3 separate regions of the Gossypium hirsutum genome follow, and regions 1 and 3 are each linked to region 2. The links are chromatin contacts, called in public Hi-C maps. All regions are on one chromosome and are shown on one strand. The core of a region is the stretch at or near the end of the contact, and the rest is flanking DNA. Distances in the headings are between cores, read along the strand shown.

Region 1 (3,808 bases), core at 1,141-3,640, 330 kb after region 2:
GATTATAATATACCAACCTATCTTTCCCTTCACTCATTTCATTCAATAATGTAATACACGTATGTAATAATTCATCAATGCATGGCTAAGTCCAAAGAATGATGGGTCAAACCACGACTTTATTAGAGAAAAGGGGGATGATGATGATGATGATGATCTGACTACCATTCGGGCCTGAAGCAGACAAGCAATATTTCTTAATTTGCTGCCATCATTGTGATAATACCCATTTCTTCTTCTTCTTCTTTTTTTTAATCCCCCATGCTCTCTATTATCAGCTTATGAAATCAGACCACATCATTAGTTCTTCATAAGTCTGTTGATCTGCTTTTCGGTCGTGTGTCGTTTTTTGTTTCTATAACCTGGTTTTGTGATTATACATGGATGATTGCTTTTGCGTCTATGAAATAATAAGAAAAAGGACTTAATGAAATAGTTCTACATCTATCTATCTACCCGGTTTTATTGCTTACTTTATTTTTATATTCATCTAAATTTTATGCTAATTAAGTTTTGCAATGAGAAAATTATATTGATGAAAATAAGAAACTGCAACTTCCTTTTGCAGCATAAAATCATATGAAATTTTAGGTGAAAGATAAGTGAAGGAAGGCCATAAAGACAACGAATGGCAAAATGTTTGTTTTGCTTATTATGTCATGCATACACGACAAAAAATGATATATAGTATAAATAATAATAATAATAATAGTTATCCTGTAACTTGTTCCAAGTTGTTTGAAGGCCCTAAAAATCTGAATAAATTCATAGAATTTTACGGTGACAACGTGGTGTTGTATATATAGCTTGCTTTTAATTACTCTAATAAAATGTATATCACAGAGTGATAGTGATATATCAACGTCCAAAGACAACCGTTTTGTCAGGGAAATGACAAGAGAACCCCATAAAAATGAATCTAAGCTTTGAGAAACAGGCCTAAGACTGATTAGCATCATAAATTATTATATCTCTAATAACTAAATCTTTGAAACAAAATCTTTTGTTCAAATATTTCTACCTATATTATTAGTGTGAGAAAAATATACCGATGGAATTATTGATTAAGTTTTATTTATTCTGTTATATATATCTACCCTAAGCTACTTTAGTAACACCACCAACGAAATAATGATTCATTGAAAAGGAAAAAAAAAAGAATGAGAATTCATTTAAATGTAAAAAATATATATATTAATTTATGTATATGCATATGTGTATACGTATAGGGTACCTGGCCCTACGGTTCTGGAACCAAACTTCAACCTGCCTTGGCCTAAGCTTCAGCTGCAAAGCCAATGCCCCTTTCTGCTTCTGAAAACACAAAAATCCAAAAAGACATTAAATGAAAGAGATGGTGTGATGAATTTATGAGGTATTTTTTATGTTAAAAGAGGGAAAATGTTAGTTTGGTGTTAATTAATAAGTTTGGAAAGGGTAGGGTACTAGTTTGAAAATTTTACATACAGGGTTTAGGGTATGGTTTAGTCTGAAACTTTCTTCAAGAAGGCGAGACTGTTCTTTTGTAAGACGAAGCTTTTTTCGAGGAGGGGCACCATTATTGCAGCTTTCTTCTTCATCTTCCATGCTTGCTGTGATCCATTCATCTTCTGCTGGTACTTGGTTTATATCCAAATCTCTCACCGTACAACCCCCTTGATCACCTTTAACGTAATATTAAAAAGAAACGAGGTAAATAAATCAAATTTGATGCAAAATCAATCTATTTTCATCACCCATGGGGACGACCATCTTAAAAAGCATAAGAAAGAAAAGAAAAAAAACATTTTTCTGGAAACCATGCATGGAATCCGGGTATAGCATAAGATCAAAGACTGATGATACTAAAAGGGTTGACATATGTGTGTGTGTCTATGTTTATCAGTATTAAGAAGCAAACAATATTTTCGGCTTACCAGAAGAAGGGAAAGAAGGGGAAGAAGCGAAACCAGGAACAGATATCGTCAACTCCAAGTGTGAAGAGCCGGTGGGTAAAACCGCCATGAAAGTTGCAGAAGAACAAAGAAGAGAAAGATAACGATTGATTTTAAGGAGATAAAAGGTAAAGTTTATAAAAAAGATAAAAATAAATAAATAAATAAATAAAAGGGAAACAAAAGGAGACAAATAACAAGCACAAGAATATGAAAAGAAACGAAGGAAGGAGGAAAAAGATGGGGGGATGGTGTGATAGATATAAAAGTCTTAAGTAATAAATAGATACAGTAAATGAATAATAAAAATATTTTAATGAGGAAAAAGGAAAGCAAAATAAAAATATTAAAATTAGCTAGGGTTTTTGACTGTGGTCGTCAAAGTCAAACGCCTGACCCCATCTGATGTGAGACACGTATCATATCAGATAGATATTGGAAAATCTTAGGTGGTGTAGTACAATAAGGGGTATGTTTCGCTGTTTATAAAGTGAGGAGTCTCATTGTTGGGTTCAAAAGTCAGCTTAAAATGATTGGGAGCTTAGACTGGGGAGCCTATTGGTTTGGAGGTGCCCTTCCTATACCCTACACCTCAGCCTCATTACATCTTCATGGTGATGGAGGCATCTGGGCCATTCATTTGGCTGACCTTTTTGGTGATCAATGTATGATTTTAATAATCAGAAAGTGTCAAATGAATAATTATTGCGAGGGCGCAAATTAATGATGTTGGAAGGGTGTACAGAGGAATTGTAACGTATTAGAGCATAAATGCAAAAGGGAGAAGAATGGGGAAACAAATTAAAAGACATTAAATGGGAGAGAGGAAACAAGGGGTAAGGGCTGTGTAAGCCTAGGACTATTTTTGTTTATGTTTTAGGGATCTCTCTCACTCTTCTTTATTGCTTCTACCTTTTTACACCCATACTTAATTGTACAACAATTATTAACTTGTATATTTCCCTCAAAACTTTCCATTTATTTGGTAAGTTTCATCCATTAATTGGAAAAAAACGTTATTCAATGTTTTGTGGAGTTGGTAAGTATAATAACAAATTAAGTAACTATACCATTAATCATCAATTTCTTTCATTACAGTTATTTAAGTATTAAATCTCTAACATCATATCATGTTTCATCTAATTTTTAGTTTCTTTTCATTTTTGTTATCTAAAAATATCTTCTTTTGAGTATTGATTGGAATAAAAGATATATTAAACATTAAAATTAAAAAACTGTTACAAACTAAAATAATGCATTAAAATTTGTCTTTACTCCCTTATCAAAAATTTTATTTTTTCATATTGAAAATTTAAATTTTAAAACATCAAAATCAATTGAATAATGAAAATTTCATAGCCATTGATGGTGTGAGAGGATGTGTTACTACAATATTAAATTAATTAATTAATTAATTTAATCTTCTTCTAAAATTTAAATTTTATTTTATTTTCTCAAATTAAAATCAAAACAAATAACTCATATTTAATAATTGTCTACAAAACTCAAATTTCTTTTGATTATATAATATCGAATCTTCCATGCTAAGCTAAAAGAAAAGAAAAATCATTACAATTAATTAAATTAATTAATTTTATCTTCCAAGCCGAACAAAATCCATAATTATTTTCATCATTTCTTTAATGAATAACAAGCAATTAATTTAATTAATTGCAATCTTTCCTTTTAGCTTAGCATGAAAAATTTGAAATTATATAATAATAAAATTAAGTTTCCTAGACAATTATTAAATATGAATTATTCGAGTTGATTTCCTTAAAGATACTTTGTAAACATAAAATAAAATTTTAAATTTTAAAATAAATAAATTTAATTAATTTCAATATTATAGTAACAAATCCATTAAAATTATC
Region 2 (4,176 bases), core at 985-3,484:
AAAGAACTTTAACAGTTTTTTGCTTTGTAGGTTCAATTTTTTTAATGAATCAAAGGCTATATAGTTAAAAAAAAAGAATCTATTTTTTTTATGATCAAAAGAGAGCATGCAAACCCCTCTCTATAATTTTATCACCGATTCTGGAAAAAGCGAAAGAGATTGTTGAATTTTTTTGAAGAAATTGAACAGACTATTGTTTTGCGAGTTTGAAAAAAAGGGATTAATGGCCCTACCCAATAAGCCATTCAGTTTCAATAAATAGATTGAATGAGATCAAATCTAAAAATAACCCAAATTTGATTGACCCAGCCCATAAAGCTTTCTTATGTAAGGATCTGTGCAATGTCAAGAAAAAATACATCATAGGCTTCCCCAATTGCACAAATTTTGGGTTGCTCTAATCTATCAAGCCACTATTTACATCTATTATTCTGCCTACTACCACATCTCAAAATGTGGGTCAGCCATTTGTCCTTTTATTTGAACCATATTGTTAATTGGACCTCATGCTAAAAGGTTTCCATTTAGACCTTTTTTAACCATTTTCTCTCCTATACATTACTAGCATCAAATAATTAAATTAAACAAAAGTTCGAAGAAAGGCACAAATTTGAGAAATGTAAGGCAATGAATAGGAATGAAAAAGAAAACGAAACTGTCGAGTTTTAACCTGTTTCTATGTCATAAGGGTAGGTGTTTTTTTCTTTCTTCTCAAAATTAGATTTCAAGGTGGAGATTGAGAAACTTTTTTTGTCTAGGCTCGATATATTTATTAAAATGACTTATTTTAATTTTATAATTAAAATTAATTTTTTTACTATTAATTTTATAAGAACATAGAACTTATATTTTAATTTTATAAATATTTTTATAACAATTTCTTAATTCTATAAAACTTTAGAATATATTTATATTCAGTTTTTTAAATCAATATAGTATAACATTTTTGTAAAATTTCAAGGTGGAATAAGTACTACAGCTGAGTGCTAAAAATTTGGTCATAGGAATTGTTTCATCCCACTCCATTGCCATCTAATAAGAGTAAGACAGTAATTTCAATTGCCCAAAACTTAGGCCCAAATATAAGCTTGAACCATTTTTGCAGCCCCATGTCCATGGGCTCAATTTTGACCGTCCTTACGTGGTGTCTTGATAGTTAATAATTTGTAAGCTCTTTTAATGCAATTACCTTTTTTTTTTTTAAACTTGAAATGGCAATTCCTTTAACTTTAACACATTACCAGGTAGTTTTGAATGAAGGAATAAAAGGATCTTATCCAGTTGTGGACATAAACTAGTGTTCCAACCACATGGACTGGCTGACTTTGTGAACCTATTCTAAAAAAAAGTGTTTCCCCACCGATGAATCATGTTTCATCAAAGTGGTCCAGCTTTGAGTTTGAAAGCACACACACAAAAAAAAAGAGACCCACACTTAGCTTTATCAAAGATAGTAGATGTAGCCGTTTGTGTGCGTTTGAACCAAGTTGAGCAGAAAAGGGTGATGGGGAAGAAAAAAGAGAAAGAAGAGTGCAAAAAAGAAAGGACAAGGGCATGGGTTACTTGAGAAGATGCGTCCCAAAAGATTGATATTAAAAATGTGAAATGTGATGGGTTGGTATGCCAAAAGGAAGGATTGGGGCACTTTTTCATTTCTCAAAAGTCTAATCCCTGGAATGGTCCCTGGTGCGACTCATGTCCGTGGTTCACCCTACATCTACCATCTCTCCCTCTCTGATGTCTTTATTACCTTTTTGTTGCCTTCTATTCATTCCCGTCCGAGCCACGGCTTAATTGCCCCCGCTTCTCCTATTCCCACTTTCTCCACTACTTTATTCATCAATGCATGGGCTAAGTCAGAGATAATAATATAAATTAAATTGCTGATTTTTACGAGGGACTCAAAACATAAATTCACCATTTTATCCAAGGACCAAACCCCTACCCCCTTGGAGTCACTGATTCATCAATGGGAGCAAACAAACTTTGCATCAACGCCACTATCAAGAGCAATAACAATAATATATCATATAAAATGGAGAAAGGGTAGTAATTGGAGCCGTTGAAGGGTTAAAATATGATTCAATAAACTGGATTTATGAATATTTTGGAATAATTGTTTTCTTTTGGGTATTATGTTTGCTTAAATCTTGATAACTCTGGTATGGCGTATATATTGGCCCCATCGTATGCTGTAGAATGAAGCCACGCACACGAGGACAGCACCACATGTTTCATAACCACCTAATAATGCATTTATTTATTTTTTTTATAATTATATGATGACGTTTATTTGGTTTGGGGGCTGTCTATTTTATTGGATTCACGTGCATGTGCTGCATATAGACGTGAATTTTTTATTTTTATTTTAGTTGTGTTGTAATACAATTTTGATGTCTTTGAAACTTTTGCAAAATAAAATAGCTTAATTTTGTCAAAGTTTCTTAGATTTGTCTACTCTAAAATAATGTAATAACATCATTAATATAAATTTAATGTCTGAAGATTTCTATGTTCACATGAATGTATTTGCATCAACTCTCATAAATGAGGAAATTTAGCAGGATTTTTAGGATCGCATGCGTATTGTTAGTTGTCGTTATTCAGATAATCACTTTTTTTTAACCATTATCTTATTCATTATCAATATAAGAAAATTTTATTCTAAAAAAATAAATATAATAAAAAATTTTATAAGCAAATTAGGATATTTTCAAATGTTTTTTTATTTAATTTAAAAGATAAAAAATAATAAAATAACGTTCTTAACCTGACTGTGGAATATTTTTATTTCACTCGAAAATAATTACTTTCTAAGCAAATCTAAGTTGAATGGTAATGAGCAAGACTAAAAAAAGAAAGTTAATATTGGAGAAACATAGGAGATGATTATATGGTTCGTTTCTGGAAAATGCTTATAGAATTTAAATTATATATGTATATGTTTTATGAGAATAAATTATATAATTAGGATGATTTTAAAATATATAACTTTTAAGTATTAATAATAAAATGTCGCATTATCAATTTTTAAAAATATACCAGTTTTATTATACAATCATCCATATTTAATATCTTTTCTAACTTAATTTAATTTTAATTAAATTACTTAACAAGTTAAAAATTTTAATAAATTAACAAACATGTTTTCTTTATTATAATTTTTAAATTATTTTAGTTCTCTTTTTAAATTTAATCGTCTTTTATTTCTTTGCTTTCAAATTGTGTTTTATTTGTATGCGGTCAATTTTTTTAATTCTTTTAATTTCAAGGTAGGTAACTTTTCAATTTCAGTTTCAATTTCTTTAATTTTTAATCAAATTTCAGAATTTGATAAAAGGTGGTTATATTTTTTCAAATTTTTATTTTTTTCTATATTTTTAATGGTTGATTTTAGTTTTTTTTTTAAATTTGTGATTGTGGTTTTATCGTTTTTTAATTTTTAATTATTGATTTAATCATTTTAAAATTTTATTTATTTTTTGTTATGTTTTTTCAGCATTTAGTTTCAACATTTTCTCCCTAAATTTTAATTATTTTAATTAAAGCAAAATTAAATTAGAGATGATATTGTATGTGATTGAGTATAGAATAATATTTGTATATCTTTAAAAGTTGATATTGTGAAATTATTTTATTGGTACCTAAAAACTATATATTTTAGGATCATCCTAATATAAGTTATTCTCATATTTTATTTGGTACTTATTCTTTTTTTCTCAAGTTAGTATCTCAATTAGTCCAACCATTAGTGAAATTATCAACTTACTTTTTGTAAAGGCTTAACCCTAAATGGGACTATATCCTTTTCCCAAGTTGGTACCTAGCCTCCCTCCTTTTTTGTTTTGATTGAAAATTGGAAATCCACCGTCGGTAGCAATGGCTAATCATCTCATCGCATGTGCTCTCTGAAGAGGTAAACGATTGACCATGAAATGTGTTCAATTCTCATGGGCAATGACTGAACCCTCGACCAAGTTGGTCATGGTTTTATCCCCTTTTTTTGCCATAAGTGTTTCCTAAATTATTCTCCCTTTAACCGTTTTACACCAAAATGTTAAATCTAATAAGAAAAAATTCCAACCAATAATAGACCGTGACTAACATATAAAATTTGAAATCTCTCTCTCTCTCTCTCTCTCTCTCTCTCTCTCTATTTTTTTTAAAAATATGTCA
Region 3 (4,172 bases), core at 106-2,605, 280 kb after region 2:
CAGTGAGGATTCTTGAAAGGAGAATGATAAAGAAAGAGAACCATGCCATCACTAAGGTGTTAGTAGAATGAGCAGACACTTTTCTAGAAGATTCAACTGGGAAACTTGGATAAACTTCTAGCAGCAATATCCTACTTTTGATCCTTGAGGACAAGGACCTGCTTGAGGATAGGGGTATTTGTTATGGTATAAAAAGGTAGCAGGGATTCAATATACAATTATGGGATGGGCGTGGGGATAATTACCTTTTAATTTTTAATTATGTAGCTTAAATTTCTTGTAACAACAATGCTTTTTGTGGTTGTTATAGTTAATGAATACGTTACATTTTGGGGAGGAGGATTCAGTTTAGTGAAATGAGGCGTTTTGCCTCAATGATAATAGGTGCTAGTTGTCATAGCCGTTATTTCTCCTTTTTAGCACCAACTAGTGTTGATGGTTGGTTAAGAAAATTCAGTACCATTTCCTCAATCTATTTTCTTTTCCCTCAACCTCTATTCTCTTTTCTCTACCCTATTTTGTGAATATTCTTCTTCTCTTCTGCATCACTCTCATAGTGGCCGGTATACACAACCACCCTTGATCCTTTTAAAAAATATTTTATTATTCCAAATAAAACAAAAACTTTTTCAATTTTTTTTTCATATTCGAATTTCTCTATATCCTTTAAAAAATTTGAAAATCCTTTTCGATTTTTAGGTTAAGGCATTCTCCATCTTATTTCTTTTCTAAACATATTTTCTTTCAAATAAAAAAAATAAAGAAATGGAGAAAGGAAAAACAAAAAGGAACAAAACAAAATAGAACCAAAGAGATCCAGATTTCCTCCTTCAACATGCATGCAACGATCTAAATAAGTTGGAGAAGAAAATGGAAAGAATGGGAAAAAGAGAGAGAGGAAACGACAGTCGCCTTCAAAAATCTCTCTTTTTTTTTTGTTGTTCTCTCTGGTGTTCTTTATTATTTTTTTTATAACTTTTGTCTATTATCGACTCGCTCTACGATTATCCTCCTTTTCATTCTTTTTCATTATGGTCTACTAATACCAATTGACCCCATCCATTTCTCTTGTTTTTACAGGATTCTTATACTAATTCATAATCTCCTTTGGTCTCTTAATGATGCATGATTGTTCAAATTAATCTCATTTTTTATTTGCGGTTCTGTTATTGTGTTGTTGTAACTGCTTTGGTTGATAATAGTTTGCTGATTCGTGAATGTGAATGGGAATGGTTGAAAAGAAAATTATACTCGTGTGCGTGTGTTCACACCGATGTTCGTTGGTGTTCACACTGGTGGCTCCTGTGGTGGTGGCGCGGTGGCTAGGGGTCAGAAACCTTAGCTACCAATTGAAAGATGAATATGCAATGGGCTTGGGCTTAAAAACAATTGGACTGGCAAATATAACTTCGACTCATTTTTTGTAAAATAGAAATAGGCTGCAAATTAAAACGGGCTCAAAATTAAAACAAAGATAAATTGGGCGGCAAGCTTAATTAGGCTCTAAATTAAAAAGTATATATATATATATATTAAAGCACTAAATATTACTTTCCACACTCGACCGGATCCTGAATCAATTTCAAGTATGCATTCAAGTAATTAAATTTCCATACAACCTCAACCAATCACATAAATAAGCTAAATGCATGCACTTTAAACATACTATATACATTTAGAAATTGCACAACATAATTAAAATTTGAATCTAAACTATTATTATCAAAATTCAACATTGTCTTGAAACAAACAGTTCCATGTCTTGAGACGAGTCTTCTTTTGATTTTAGCATTTAGTATTTTTATCTTGATGTGGTTATATATTGAGACTTTAGAATTTATGTTCGGAGATTATATCTTTTATGTCTCAAGATAAGTTTCGAGATGAGAGGTCTTTTTAGTTTAGCTTCTATATTTAACTGTCTCAACAAATTAAAAAAAAAGGCATTATTAAAAAGCTTATTTGGTTTCTTTTCAAAAAAGCATTTAGTTTTTAACATTTAATTTTAGCTTTTGAAATAGAAAAGGAGAACTCCATGAAAAAAAAGAGTTGATTTGAGCTTTAAGAAGGTAATTTTATTTAAAAACTATATATTTTAATTTTTAAATAAATTTTATTTTATTTTAAATAAATTTCAATTTATTATTTTATTTAAGAAAACAACCATAAGTGATATTAACGTCACTCCATACTAAAATTTCAAAGAACTAAAATAAATGAAATTAGAAATAAAAATATAATTTCATTATAATTGAAGCCAAATTTAAATAAATCTAACTTATTTCAATTACAAATCTTTAAAATTTTAAGGGAGAATGGTAAGAAAGAGCCTTGTACTTTAGAGTTTGTTATAACGTGTCCCTTTAAACTTTCAAAAAGCCTAAGCCGATGTACTTTATTTAGGTTTAGTAAAATAGTTCTAAACCCTTCTCTTTTTTTTAAAAAAAAAACAGTTCCAAACCCTAATTGCCTAAGAATTTATGTTGACATCGCATGCGGTCCAATCAGGACACCTTAGACCAGGTAAGTGAAGCTATAGTTAGGAGTGTTTAAATTTTAGTTAAAAGCGAATTAATCAACTGGACGGATCTCATTCGGTTAATCAGTTTATAAGTTGATCTAAATTGGTCGGAGGTCAGTTAATGATTTTTTTGAAGTTCAATTATCGGTTAATTCAGTTCAAAATCAAGTAATTAATCGAATTAACCAAAGTTAATAATTAATAATACAAATTATATGTAGTTTTAATTATGTTAATTCATTCAAATGAACATTATCAATTTATTTTTTTATATGTTTTATACTTGTTTTAACAAAAAAAATATAAATTTGGTTAATTCGGTTAACTAACCGAATTAACCGAAATATTTACGTTTAGTTAATTTTTTTTGAAAAAATTTCGGGTCGGTTAACCGAACATTTAACTGTTTGAACACCCCTAGCTATTGTGAGCATCTTTTTTATTTTCCAAAGAAACATTTTTTACCTAAATTTTAAAAAATTTTAAAAGTATATATTTTATTATAAATTAAGTAAAAATATATTTTTAAAAAATAAAATTATATAAAATTATTTTTAAATATATATTTAAAAATATATATTTCTTTCCCAAATTATAGTAATTGATTTTTTCCCTTATTTTTTAGTCTTCTCTTTTATTTAATATTTTCCATCCACATATTTTCTTTTTCTTTTTTTTTTAAATCAAATGAAAGCATAAAAAAATATACTCATTAACCAAAAAAAACTCAAAAAAATCATTTACCACAAAAAATTCATTAACAAGAAATTTAAAAAACTTCCATTAACCCATAAATTAAATCCAGAAAAATCATCATTAACTTAAAATTTTAATTTATCTCTCTCTTCAACAAGAAGAAAATCCCTATAAGATCATTAACCCAAAAATTAAAGTTCCTTATATTTTTGTCACTATTTATCTTTTTTTTTCTAATAGAAAAGAAAACCTAGAACATGTAAGTGTCATAGGCAGCAGATTTAAGTCCGTGACAAATGCACACAAAATATCCCATGGAGTTCAATTGATTAAATGGGTCTCATTTGACTCACTTGAACTGGCCCAATTCGTGGAACACATAGAAAAACCCATGTACTTGAAGCTTTGGTGGGCTAGTGAAACACTCTAATAAAATTAGTGTTACCAAGGTAATTATTGTAAATCCTAAAGGATAAAGATGTATAGAGTTTAAATCCCTTAAGACTCTCATCTTGTAGATAAGCACTAATCTCAGTTGTTGATGTAATTCGATCTGTAGCATTAGATTTAGGGGAGCTTAACTATAAATAGAGGCATTTCCCCTCATTTGTAATCACTCAATTGCAATTTTTCAAAATAACAGAATACATTTGAGACCATTTACTCCAACACTTGGTGTGTGTTATTTTTGTGGCTTTTATTTTATTATCGACTTCTTTCTCTTTCGAGTTTGCTTCCGCTTTACTTCGATGCATTAGAGAATTTTTGTGAGAACTCTCATTTTTCGAGAGTAAAGTTGACTTAGGTGGATTTCAACCTAATAAATCGCCTAAGGCAACATGTTTTGCCAAACTAAAGTTTTGGCCTAGTGATGGCTGGTATCCAAGCTAGTGTCCGAAGGCGCTAGTTGAGATGACAAAATGTTCCGATGGAGACCCGTGGGTTGACAAGAAAA

The links. A called contact is a pair of places that touch in the nucleus more often than the background predicts.
Region 1: a contact with region 2 is called in a Hi-C map of leaf, with 1.6 times the contacts expected there. The contact joins the promoter of LOC107921257 here to the enhancer-like site in region 2. A contact is called at or near these places in 3 of 34 Hi-C or Micro-C datasets (callus and leaf).
Region 3: a contact with region 2 is called in a Hi-C map of leaf, with 2.4 times the contacts expected there. The contact joins two enhancer-like sites. A contact is called at or near these places in 7 of 34 Hi-C or Micro-C datasets (fibers, hypocotyl, leaf and 1 more).

What each region holds. Positions count from the first base shown.
Region 1 is chrD01:47,760,512-47,764,319 of Gossypium_hirsutum_v2.1, reverse strand. LOC107921257 (homeobox-leucine zipper protein HOX3) reads right to left here and starts at 2,390. Exons shown (of 4, transcript XM_016851134.2): 1 at 1,917-2,390; 2 at 1,468-1,664; 3 at 1,235-1,314. The coding sequence starts at 2,004.
Region 2 is chrD01:48,086,874-48,091,049 of Gossypium_hirsutum_v2.1, reverse strand. No RefSeq gene overlaps it. Among protein-coding and RNA genes, the nearest start is that of LOC121214167, 26 kb to the right of the region's middle. Within about 2 kb of position 2,234, at least 3 of the 9 cell types and tissues checked have an H3K27ac peak or open chromatin away from gene starts, as enhancers often do. A contact at or near this core is called in leaf, where this site is marked.
Region 3 is chrD01:47,801,179-47,805,350 of Gossypium_hirsutum_v2.1, reverse strand. No RefSeq gene overlaps it. Among protein-coding and RNA genes, the nearest start is that of LOC121214181, 32 kb to the left of the region's middle. Within about 2 kb of position 1,355, at least 2 of the 9 cell types and tissues checked have an H3K27ac peak or open chromatin away from gene starts, as enhancers often do. A contact at or near this core is called in leaf, where this site is marked.